2 separate regions of the Oryctolagus cuniculus genome follow, and region 2 is linked to region 1. A link is a contact called in public Micro-C data. All regions are on one chromosome and are shown on one strand. The core of a region is the stretch at or near the end of the contact, and the rest is flanking DNA. Distances in the headings are between cores, read along the strand shown. Region 1 overlaps UBE2G2 (ubiquitin conjugating enzyme E2 G2). Region 2 overlaps TSPEAR (thrombospondin type laminin G domain and EAR repeats).

Region 1 (5,878 bases), core at 374-2,873:
ATTCCACGTTAATGTAAAAGCTTCATTCAAACACAAAGTGCTCTACCTAAAAATAGCTCTGATACTTTTTAAGACAGGCTTTCAAAATATTGGTTTAGTTTTATGCTGTTTATCTAAAATCAGTAATAGTTAACATTAACAGATTTTTAACAATGAACAAGTTTCAAAAACCAACCACAGGGCTCAACTGTTCCCTTAATGAGCTCTTGACACATCTCCTGCGGGTGTGCCCTGGCCCACCAGCAGGTGCTGTCCAGGTGGCGTGGGAGTGATGGCAGGTGTCTCTGTGGTGGCACAGGACACAGCAGACCAGACAAGCAGGTCATGAACCATGCAGGACACTGCTGTCATCCACTAGCTGCACGACAGCACAGGCTGAGGCGCCGCTGACCGCCTTGGGGTGAAAGACACAGCACTGGAGTTCCGGGTACCCACAGTGCACCGCAGTCTGACAATATCCATGGAAAATTCCAGAAATAAATGATTCAGTAACACTTATTGCCACATTTTGTTACTACTGCTCCATTTTATTATTAAATACTGTTTACCTTGCAAAGGGCCTATAAATCAAATTCTGCAAGAGGACTTCAAAAAGTTCCTGGAAAATGGAATTAAATGATTACTTTGATGCAAAAAACTTTTGAAATCCATGCAGTTTTCCATAGTACATATTTTGCATTGATTTTTGGAAACTCCTAGTATGTATGGATTTCACAATTTTTGCACCAGATAAACATCTATTAACTTCATTTTCCATGAACTTTGTGCAGCACCCTTACATCACGGGTACAGGAAACGTGTGCATCTTCTACAAACTCCAAAGTCTCCCGCACAGAGTCTGGTGCCGTCTGTAGGCTCAGGCACCTGCTACAGGTTGGAATGTAGCCCAAATGGACAGAGGATGGGGGTCCTGATGGTGCCACATCTCATACACACATGTTCTAGAACTTTCAGACATAGGAAAAATATGTGCCCTAAGCTCAATCAATCAGCAATGCTAGAAATGACCAGGGACTGTGAGGCAGGCTGCACTCTGTCTAGACAGTGTTTATAGATAATCTTTTAAAAAACTTTTTGCTAATCAAAAAATCTCATTTTTCAAAACAATTTTCATGTGTTATCTAACCTCCCAGACAACATTTGGTAACAGCTTGTTTTCCAGACGTCATGAAGAAGTGACGTGATACAAGTGACAGGCAAATGCCGAACGCTTGATGAAGGGGAGGATTCTGTCCCTGAGCGGGTTCACGCTTGGCCCAGCAGAGCCTCTGCCCTGTCCCGCCCCACTCACCACAGCACTTCTCAACGCGGCAACACCCAGCACAGGATCATCCAGCTCACTAAGGAGAAAGCCGCACTGCTCACGCGCTCAGCTCCCTCGTCTCCCTGACCCTGCTGTGAAAAAAGTCAGCCCGGGAAGGGCCCTCCCACCCCCAGCTAGCCAAGGAACAAAGAAGGCAGAGATCACAGGACTGTTCGACCCTCTTGCCAGCAGCAGGGCTGTGAGCCAGGCAGCAGCGGGAGGTCTGGATGGGGCTTCAGGCCAGGGCAGCTCCAGGGCACAGGAATAGGAGGGGCACTCACAGGGGTGAGTGGTGAGGGCAGGAGGTGAAGGAAGAGGTCCCAGCAGCTGGCGGGCCCTGTGCAGTCGCCCCGACCCCTTCTATCCAGGCCTCAGAGCTTCAGGGCTTCTGGAAGGCCGAGTCACCCCGGCTGAAGGCTAACCCACCATGACAATACGACGTTAAAAATTATTTTAAAATCCTACAAACACAACTTTCACTGCCACTCCCTGGGGACCTCTTGCTGCGGCTGCTTCTGCCCACACACGGACACGGGAGAGCACAGCGCGTCCGTGTCCACGTGGCCTTTCCCAGCAGATGCTTCTGGACAGCCTCAGCGCTGGACACCAGCAACACGGGAGTAACTTACATGATCAGCGCCTCCCACTCAAAAAAATTCTCCTCGTTCATGGGACCTGCGGGGCAAGAAAAAAATCCCAAAACATTTCAAGTTCGAAAGCAACTTTGGCAATTAAAAGTTACAAAGAAGTAAATGTTAGTGTCTTACCTGCCACAATTCCTTCTGGGGGATTCAGCGTTAATTCTACAAAATTAAAAAGCAAAACCATCACCAAACAGAATGAAAGTTGCGTCACTTTAACAAAACAGCGGTACCAGTTATATCAGCTGGTCAATCACAGAGCACACACTCAACGAGCGGACCTGCCTGCCCAAAGCAAAAGCCTCGTCCACTCAGGGTTCCTCACAGTCACAGAATTGTGCATCTTCTCATTTGTGAGTGGAAAGCAACAGGGACCCCATCTCTGCAGAGCACCCCTCACGGCTGGTTACTCTGGCTAGCCCTCATAAATCTGGCACCTGATTTTCCACTGAACAGTCTTTCCCGCCCCTTTAAAAGTTGGCACAAACCTCTCTGAGAGTGACCGGCTAGAGCGCTGAGCCACGGTGAGCTGCAAAAGCGTCACGTGACCTGATCTATCCCATTCTGCACGCTGGCCATCGGCTGCACCACCTCGCCGCAGTGCGAGACCCACAGACCACGTTCCACAGGTGCCCAGACCCCCAGTGGCTCTAGACCAGAGGCTGCTGCAGACTGGAGCCAGGCTCTGCCCACCACACGGTGCAGAGGTGAGACCTGCTTACACCGCGCAGTGAAAACAGACCACGGACACACACAGCCACACGCTGCCCTGAACAGCATGGCGCTGAGAGAAAGAAGTGTGGCACAAATGGTCACGTGACTTGAGTCTATTCACACGAAACTCTAGAAATGGTAAAACTCCCAACAGGAAGTGCAACGCTGCCAGAAGCCCCTAGGGGGACGGGAGGGCCGGCAGCAGGGCACCAGGGCTCCTGTGGCTGCAGCGCCGGCAGCTGAACAACAGGCACCCGTCACAGCTCAGACAGCATCTGAGAGCCGCACTTTTATTACGTGCAGGCCTGTCTCAATAAAGCCGACCCAACAATTTCAGTTGCTTTCTGGAACACAAAATCAACCCCCAGAGGACAGTAGAGGAGGTCAAGACGCACACAGAACGAGGCACGAAGTCGGCAGGCCAGAAGCACTGGTCCTGAAGGAGCCCCGCTCACGGCCACCTGCTTCACAAGCAGGCGAGAAGGGTCGATGGGCAGGCGGGAGGCAGGGAGTGATGCTGGAAGCAAAGACGGCCACTGGCGTTGTGCGTCTGGGGGCGTGCACACAGACACAGGGCACCTACAGGAGTGGACGGAGCCCTCCGGAGCGCCACTTCCCAGGGTGTCACTGCCTGCTTTTGCAAGGACTAGGGAACACCGAGCTCAACACCCCGCCATAAACAAGGCCGACCCAGGAAAACCACTGCGCCCTGAACGCCCCCGGTGCTGGAACTACTGAGACCTGCTCCAAGGAAGCACGGGTGAGCAGACGTGGAGGAGCGGAGGAGGAAGCGACAGCGCGGGGGCCGGAGAAGCAGGGTGAGCAGTGGCGCTGACCCCAAGTCCACTGAACCACGCATTTCAAGGAGGGAGGACTCAGAGGAGGGGTAAACACCAGGCCCAGCAACCTCTCTGTGTCTGGTGCGCAGGCCGTGCAGCAGGAACAGCCGCCGTTCACACTCAATCATATGAAACCTCGGCTAGTTCCCACGATGAAATCAAAGTTCCAGGAGGCCGCTGCTGCAGACAGGGCCTCTGAACTGACCACTACAACCCAAGCTGGAGCCACTCATACGCGGGCTCCCGGCACGGAGCTCAGACGGAGCTCACGAGGCCCTTCTGCCAAGTAGGGATCAGAGCTCCAATCTCCCGACAGGCCGCTTCCACGGGGTGAGAGCCCACCCGCTCTGCTCCAGGCCTCACACCCAGAGGCGACCTGAACTGCGCACTTCCCCAGGGCTCCGTCCCCTGTCCCCGCCCCACCAGGCGCTAATTCCAAAGGACCCTTCCGCTGCTTCTGCCCTTTCTGTCTAAAAGCAGCCTCCTCTGCTCCCCAGACGTGGGAAGAGGCCTGCACTGAGTCAAGAAGTCAAAATGAAAAATGAAGATGTGTAAATTGTTGCAATTTATCCACAAATTACCTAATTAAAGAAAAAGAACAAAGTAAGGTAAGACGCGGTAAACTGCCACAGCAGTGGGGGAGGGGCGCAGCCTGCCAGGTGTGCCCTAGGCAGGACCACTCTTCCACTGGGGTTCCCCCACGTGACGCCTCCCTGACCTGCTCTCCTACCCACAGGCTCCACAGCCTTCCCACCTGTAGCCCTATCCAACAGCGGCCTCTGCTGGCCATTAGGGAACTGCAGACCACGAGCCACCAGCACACTTCTCCCCCTTGTGGTCTGCACGTGTAGGCACGTGCACACACACAGCTTCTAGAGTGTCATGGGCACAGGCAGACATAGGCACGCGCGCACACACGCACACACACACACACACACATTTATTGGGGAAAAAAGTTTAGAAAGAAATCTTAACATCAGAAGTCTCCGAAGACCACCTGCCATTCGTTTTCAATGACCCCTTGAGAACAATCATTTGTTAAAAACTTATTTTTCTTAAAATCGTGGCTTTAAAAACTAGTCACCATGTAAAATGAAAGATAAATTTAACTTTTGACCCACAGCCCCACTTCTGGAAAGCTATCCCACAGATGCACTGTGGGAACAGGGAAAGGCGCTGGACTCCGGGTTTGGACACACCAGGACTGTCTGGAGGCAGTGAGGGCTCAAGGGCTCAGGTTGCTGCACCCACCTACACAGGAGACGGTACTGGTACCGCGTTCTGGTCACCTGGCTGCTGCACCCACCTACACGGGAGACGGTCTCCTGGCTTCAGGCCTGGCCCAGCCTGGCAGTTGCGGGGATTCAGGAAGTGAAACAGTGGGTAGAAGATCTCCCTGAATCTGCCTTTCAAATAAACAATTTTAATAAGAAAAGATACATGCATAATGCTCCTCATTCCAGGGGGTTTTATGCCAGCAAAAACTGGAAGCCATGCGAATATCTATCAAGAGGGGCCACACGGCCCAGGGGAGACCGCCACAGCCAGACACCCAGATGCTAGAAGAGTGAGCGCAGGGCAAGTCGGACGAAGACGGCGGAAGGAGTGTAAGCAAGGTCGTCCCAGAGGAGGCCTCTGCACTGGGAGAGGAGACGTGAGGCTGGGTGGGGACACAGCGGTGCAGGGGAGGGCTCTCGGACTCCCAGCTGCAGGCCTTGAGGCAATACATGTCTACACGCTACCACTACCAGCTGCATGGCCGTTTGCAAATGACCCTGCCCTTTATCTCAGACATGCAAAAATCACTTCAGGTGGGCCAGAGAGGCGACTTGAAGAACCCTAGAAATATCTAGAAGAACTCTTACGACTTCTGAGAGAGCAGAGAAGCACGAGATACTGAGTCAGGGAAGCGGAACTCGGCCCAGCGGCTCAACTGCCCTCTGGAAGCCCACACCCTCGCTGCAGTGCCTGGGGCAGCCCCAGCTGCTCCACTGACCCGGCTCCCTGCTAACGTGCACCCTGGGGGACACCAGACAGCGGCCAAGTCCCCCGTGGGACACACAGATCGAGTTTGAGGTTCTCCAGCCCGGCCCAGCCCGGCAGTTGCAGGCATTTGTGGCGTAAACAAGCAGACAGCAAATCTCTCTCTTTGAAATAAAGGGAAAAAATTCAAATAAAAACCTTTCAAACCTGAACTATGGGGGCTGGTGTTGGGGCACAGCAGGCTAATCCCCAACCTGTGGTGCTGGCGCCCACACGGCGTTGGCTCAGCTCCCAGCTGCTCCCTGCCAAGGCATCCAGGAGCAAGCATCTGGGCTCTGCCATCCACGTGGGGGCCCGGACGGAGCTCCAGGCTCCCGGCTCCAGCTTGGCCCAGGCGG
Region 2 (6,061 bases), core at 1,573-4,072, 190 kb before region 1:
GTGAGTGATCAGAGCCTGACACTCCAGGTCCCTGTCTCACAGACAACAGTTGATGACTTAGGGAGAGAGAGCTCCGACAGTGAAAATAACAATGTAGCAAACAAGGTAGCAAACAGGTAGCAATGCCTAGTCAGCCACCCCCCACATACCCGTGGGATGAACTTAGATAACCTCGAGGCAATAACCCATGTGAGGTAATCCCATCCGCACCCAGTGAGGATCCCCACGTTTGTGGCAGTCCCCAGGCACCCCAGGCTTTCAGGGCAGCTGCTAGAGCTCATGCCACCCATATGTTTGCCATAAATGTAGGAGTGGATGCAGAATTCAGGCCCAGGATTCCAATGCCCGTAAAAAGGCTCCTGCTAACCAAGGGCCGAGGATATGCTTGTGTCTTTCCAGAGAATGCGGGACAGCCCATTTGGGTACCAGCCAGAAACATCAAGCCTGCAAATGACAGCCAACCAGAACCAGCTGAACAAGACTGAGGGTCCACCTTGTTAGCAGATGCACCTGCCCTATCATCCTACCCTGAGGAACTGCCCATAGCCACATCCATTACTGCTTTATACCCCACTAGCTCTGGAGAGCCACTCGAATGGCCCACAGCCTGTGTATGGTCACATCATTCCTGATAACCATTGTTCCTCATTCCTACCCCCATCTGAGCAAGCACTCCTGTGGTCTCCCATTTTGAGTGCTGGTTAGTCAATGACGGATAAGATCCCCTGGGGGACAACCTAAGACAGGCACAGCTGCATACGGAGACCACATGGAAACGGGGTCAACAATGGTATGGCCAAGAATCATGCCTCCCGTTGCTCAAAAATAAACAAAAAGGGGGAAATGTGAAATGAGAAGGCCATGCCAAGATGGCTGATGGCAAGGGCGCGTCAGATACTCAGGAATGGCTTTGAAACCCACCTGGCAAATGGAGCCTGCCTGGCAACAGGCTGTGATTGGATGGCTTTGAAACCCACCTGGCAAATGGAGCCTGCCTGGCAACAGGCTGTGATTGGTGGCTTTGGAGCCTGCCTGGCAATAGGCTGTGATTGGTTGGGGCATAGACTGCCCCTTGACTGGATTGGCTGGTCTTGGCTATATAATCTGTCGTGCCAACTGAAATAAATGAGTCTGTGGGCTGCTCGCCTCTGACCCGCTTTCACCCGACTCCCGGGGTCTGTGTGGTGACTCCGCGCCTCTTGCCCCCACCATGCTCCTCCTCTCAGAACTAATCCACTGCAACATTGTTGAGAAATCAACTGCAACAAGGAGGGAGGCAAGGATGCCGAAGAGCGAGCAGCAGCCCACCCACATTTGTCACTGAGGATGAAATTCATGTCCACACCCCGACTGAAGACCAAGGATGAACACAAACCATGGCCAACACCACAGGCATCTCAGCCGCTTCAACGTGGGCAATTCTGGGCGCAGAGTTAAAGTCGGCAGAGTTTCTGCTCCATGGGTGCCGAAGCAGACAAGAGCAGGACTGTCCATGGAAACTTAAAACGAGCGGGCCCAAGATCCTGAAGCATTTCATGGGAGACCTGGGGCAGAAGAGACATGGCTTTCCCAGTGTGACCCTGAAGAGAAAGCATAATCCTAGCAATGGCTCCCGAGGTGGGGAAGGGGCCTGGTCACAGCCAGAGTGGACTGGTCAAGGCCAAGGTCATGGCAGCAAGTTCTGCTGTGCTCGAGGCAGCATGCTTGCTGACTTTCTGCAAAGCCAAGGAACATAATGTTCTTATTAGAAGGGGATTTGAGGGGGTCATTCAGAGATAGGCAAAAGCAAAACCAAAAACACCAGGGCAAGCTTCCCCAGAGGGTCCTTTTCCATGAGGGTCCTGCTCACTCTCAACCAAGATGCATTTTGTCAGAATTTTGACGGGAAATCACAGGAACCCACCTACAGTCCTGATCTGGCTCCCTCTGAGCTCGTTTGGGGAGGGGGGAGGGGGAGAGAGATCTTTTGTCTGCTGGTTTACGTTCCAAATGCCTGCAACAGCTAGGGCTGGGCCAGACCGAAGCCAGGAGCCCTGAGCTCCATCTGTGTCTTGTGAGCCATCACTGCTGCCTCCCAGGGTGTGTGTTGGAAACAGGAGCTGAGCTGAGACCAGGCACGCAGCATGCTACGCAGCAGCCTAAGAGTGACAACAGCTGTGCCCAATGCCACCCTCTTTGGTTGCTTAACCTTAAAGCATCTTTAAGGGCGCCATTGCCTTCAGTTAACAATGTAAAAAAGGTTGTGTGGCCAGAGGTCCATCCCCAGGACATCAGTTCTCCGGGCTGAAGTAAACATCTGCTTCCAGAACCGCCTTGACCTTGGCGGGGCGGATGCTGGGAAATCAAGTTGACAGCCTTGCCTTTCAGTCCCAGTTCTCACGAACTTCCTGGACCTGCCCCCCCTCCCCCGCTCCCCATCTCTATCCATCTGCCTGCAACATCAACTTTTGAATTTTCCAGCTGCTGGAGAAGTGGAAGGGGTGGGGAGGCTGAGCTGTGCACAGCTGCTGCCTGCAAGAGGCCTTAGTGTGTGGTGTTTGGGTCACATCCCGGCACACTCCTTGGCTCAGTGCCCACTGCAGGGAGCTGCTGCCTCCATGTCCTGAGAGGTCCTTTCCCCTCATGTGCTCAGTGGGCTCGCTGCCTGCATGCCCCAGCCCTGCCTAGGTTCCGTCGTGTGGATGAGGGCAGGGCCTGAACGAGCAGAGCCAGCTGGCAGCCACAGCTCTTCTCCAGGCCTGGGTCCCACAGAGGCTGTTGTCCCTGCGCTGTCCCGGGCATCCTGCCTGAGGCGCCTCCCATACCGCCCAGGCCCAAGGGAGGTGGCTGAGAACCACGGGTGGCAGCAGCCTCAGAAGACACTATTTGCCAGGTCAGCTGACCATCCACCTGTGAGTCCAGGACCATGCAGCCCAGGTGCTGTGTGATCTCCCTGCCTGTCCCAGTGGCTGCTGGCTGGCACCGCTGGGCTGACCCAACAGGTGTTCTGTCTGCACCCAGCAGAGGGTGCTGCTGCCCACTCAAGGTCGAAGTTGCTCAAGTGGAGCCGAAAGCCTGGCTCCATGGCCCCTGTGCACCCCAAAGCCCGAGGCTGCTGAAGACGTGGGTCCAGAACAAGCCTGAGGCTCAGGAGCACAAGGATGGCCACGGCCCTCAGAGGGCCAGGAGCTGGCTAAGGCCTGGCTGGGTCAGGGGTACTACTTCCACCTGCTGGGGACAGCAGCCCCTGGGCCCTCCTGAGTGGCTTCAGAGGCACGGAGGGCCCACGTGGCCCTGAGCACCCTCCCGCGGTGGCTGCTTCCCAGGCTAGGAGTGGTCAGCACCCCACAGGGTGTCCCGGTCAGTGGAGAGGAGCTGGCGGACTGCTCAATCACCAGTTCCTCCCAGTCAGCCCTCAGGAAACCCAGGAAGGGGGCAGGCACCTGTGCTGATGCCTGCAGGCACCCCCATGAACACCCACATGATGGTCTCACGCCTGCCCACAGGTGCACACATACAAAACACGCATGTGCACACAACCAGCACATCACACAATGCCTGAACACATGTACGTGAGGATGCATGTCTGCACCTGCATGCATGCATACACACCCACCTCCATACACGTATACACACATGCCTAAACGTGTAAAGTCTGTGCACATGTATGTACACATGTGCGCCTGCCTGCATAGCTAGGCCCGTATGTTTGCACACCTACACAGCACAGGCCAGGGCTTCCTTCCAGCTCTGAGCCGGCGGAGTCCCTGCCACCTGCCTGCCATCCACGCGTGTGCCTGCACATCCAGGATGCTCAGGGCCACGGAGCCCCAAACTCCTGCCCGGGAAAAGCCCAGCAGCGCCTTCTTATTGCAACTCAGGTCGTGGAGGGTGGGGGAGGAGCAGCCCCCCTCTCCACAGCACCAGGTAATGAGATCCGGCTGAGGCCGCACCAGGGCTCACCTCAGTGACGAGTACCCTCCCTGCCGGGGTCTGCCGGGGACTTTGGGAGCTCAGGACAGGTTCCAGGTGCAGCAGGAAGGAGGGGTGGGTGGGCAGGAAGGGCATCCAGGCAGAAAGACCAGCAGGATCCTGAGCACACAGAGGCAGGAGGGGCACTCAGGTCGGGTTAGGAAGGCCTGGGTTCCATCCACAGGGCAGGGAGCTGGAGAGAGAGGTGATCAGAGGGATGCTGGGTTCCTTAAAGCCCTCCGGAGCCGGGCAGGTGCCCTGAGCACGGCTATGAGGCAGCTCAAGCCCCTCCCTGTGCCTGGCGGGTCAGACGCTTACCTGGCAAACACAGGTGCCCAGCGCCCGCAAGCCTCGGGTAACCAGTGACTTCCTTCTCAGTCTGTGTCCCATACACTACTCGGAACCTATTTTCACAAGGTCACTCGCTGTTTACCTGGAACTGCTGAACAGAGCGTCCTGTACCTGCCTGGCTGGGGGCTGGCAGAGACCCAGATGGGGTGCCACTGGCTCACAGTGCCAGCCTTCAGTCATCCAGGCCCACGGCTGGCCGGGCACTGGCTGCTTGTGGCCCTCCCCACGTCGGGCTGAGGGCTTTCCCACTGGGAAGGGAGGTGGTGGCCTCAGGGCAGCCCCAGCTGGCAGCAGGTGTGAGCCTGGGGCTGGCACCACTGCTGGCTTCTCAGCACCCTGGGGGACAGCAGAAGAAACCCCACATCAAACAGCCCTGCCAAACCCTGCCTGGCACCAGAGCCAGGCAACCAGGCACCTGCTGGGCTGGGCAGGCCCCTCCCTCCTTCCCAGTGGGATTCCCCTGGAGCCCTGCCCTGCTGCCTGGGCACTGAGCCGGTGGGCGTGGAAGCACCATGATGCGAGGTGGGCCTTCAGGGTCTTGGCAGGAGCCCCAGCAGTTCCGTTGAGGGTGCCTGGGGATCTGGCAGTCAGCCGGCTAGCAGCTGGGCATGGAGGCCTTTGGGTTGCAGCTTTGATGGGGCCTGGAAGGACGCCTCTGTGGTCCGAGGGCATCCAGTAGGAGGAAAGGGGATGCACGACTAGGGTCTCCCTCTGAGTTACTGGGAGACAGCAAACAGCCCCCAAAGGGCCCTGGCAAGGGACACTGCCGTCCTTACCATGGGCAGCTGTCTCCGGAGGCTTCAGGGGCCAGTGCTACCAAGGGGTGTGATCCTGGGGGCCCAGGCTCAGCACACTCCCCAGCCAGTTCCTGGGTGTCCTCTGTGCTCCCCCTTAGCTTCAGCAGTGCCCCCAAACCTGGTGCCTGCCCCAAGTGCCTAGGCCACTGCCAGCTCCAGTCAAGGCAAAGGCAGAAGCCACGAGGTCCAGCTGCCGGGCTTCCAGAGCCCTGCCCCTACCCAGCCCCATGTAGCCCCTCCTAGGGCCATGCTGACCTCCAGGAAGGACACTGGGACACCACACCCACCTTGCAGATACAAAAACAAGCATGTGTGTGGCTCGGGTCTCACAGCAGGTGTGTGCCGGCTCAGTGCCTGTCTGCCTCACCACCATGCTGCCACCCGCAGGCTGCCTGTCCCAGAGCTGTGCCCACTGGGGCTCTGTCCATGGCGCCTCCTGCCCTACTACCCAGCTGGAAACGAGCGTGCACTCGTGTGTGCATCACAGGTGCAGGTGTGGGGGGGAGCAGTGGTCTTGACCTTCAGGAATCCTGTGGTGCCGTGTTGGGGCCACACCTGTGGCGAGCGATCCCTGCAACGTGGTGGTGGTGGCTGCTGTGGTCCTTGCCCTTCCCCCTCTGCCTCCCAGCCCTGGTTCCAAAGCCACAGAGTGACTCAGGCCGGTAGCAAACCCACTGGGAAGCCAATCCTGCCCCAGGTCTGCCTGGCCAGTGTGGACATCTGATGCCGGGCAGCAGCCAGGTCATTGCTGGTGGTTAGGCCTGCCCCAGACCCTTCTGTGTGGGGAATGGAATAGCGGCTGTCACCGTGGGGCCTGGGGCCATGGCACTGAGGCCCTGCACTGGGCTCGCGGCAGTGCTTCAGGTGCCGACGTGCCGGGCATGACAGCACCACTGAGTGGCCTGGTGTGGGTGCGGGGGCAGGGAGGAGGCTGAGACAGTGAGGCCCTGGGGTGGGGCACT

The links. A called contact is a pair of places that touch in the nucleus more often than the background predicts.
Region 2: a Micro-C map of ear pinna shows a contact between it and region 1, with 11 times the contacts expected there. The contact joins two enhancer-like sites. A contact is called at or near these places in 2 of 6 Hi-C or Micro-C datasets (ear pinna and an unstated tissue).

Annotation. Positions count from the first base shown.
Region 1 is chr4:1,779,111-1,784,988 of mOryCun1.1, reverse strand. UBE2G2 (ubiquitin conjugating enzyme E2 G2) reads right to left here. Exons shown (of 6, transcript XM_051839980.2): 2 at 2,071-2,106; 3 at 1,933-1,978. Among named protein-coding and RNA genes, the nearest start is that of UBE2G2, 10 kb to the right of the region's middle. Within about 2 kb of position 1,623, at least 1 of the 8 cell types and tissues checked has an H3K27ac peak or open chromatin away from gene starts, as enhancers often do.
Region 2 is chr4:1,967,157-1,973,217 of mOryCun1.1, reverse strand. TSPEAR (thrombospondin type laminin G domain and EAR repeats) reads right to left here. Exons shown (of 13, transcript XM_070071766.1): 10 at 3,943-4,071. It overlaps LOC138849221 (a long non-coding RNA gene), which reads left to right. Exons shown (of 3, transcript XR_011387670.1): 2 at 1-6,061. Among named protein-coding and RNA genes, the nearest start is that of LRRC3, 22 kb to the left of the region's middle. Within about 2 kb of position 2,822, at least 1 of the 8 cell types and tissues checked has an H3K27ac peak or open chromatin away from gene starts, as enhancers often do.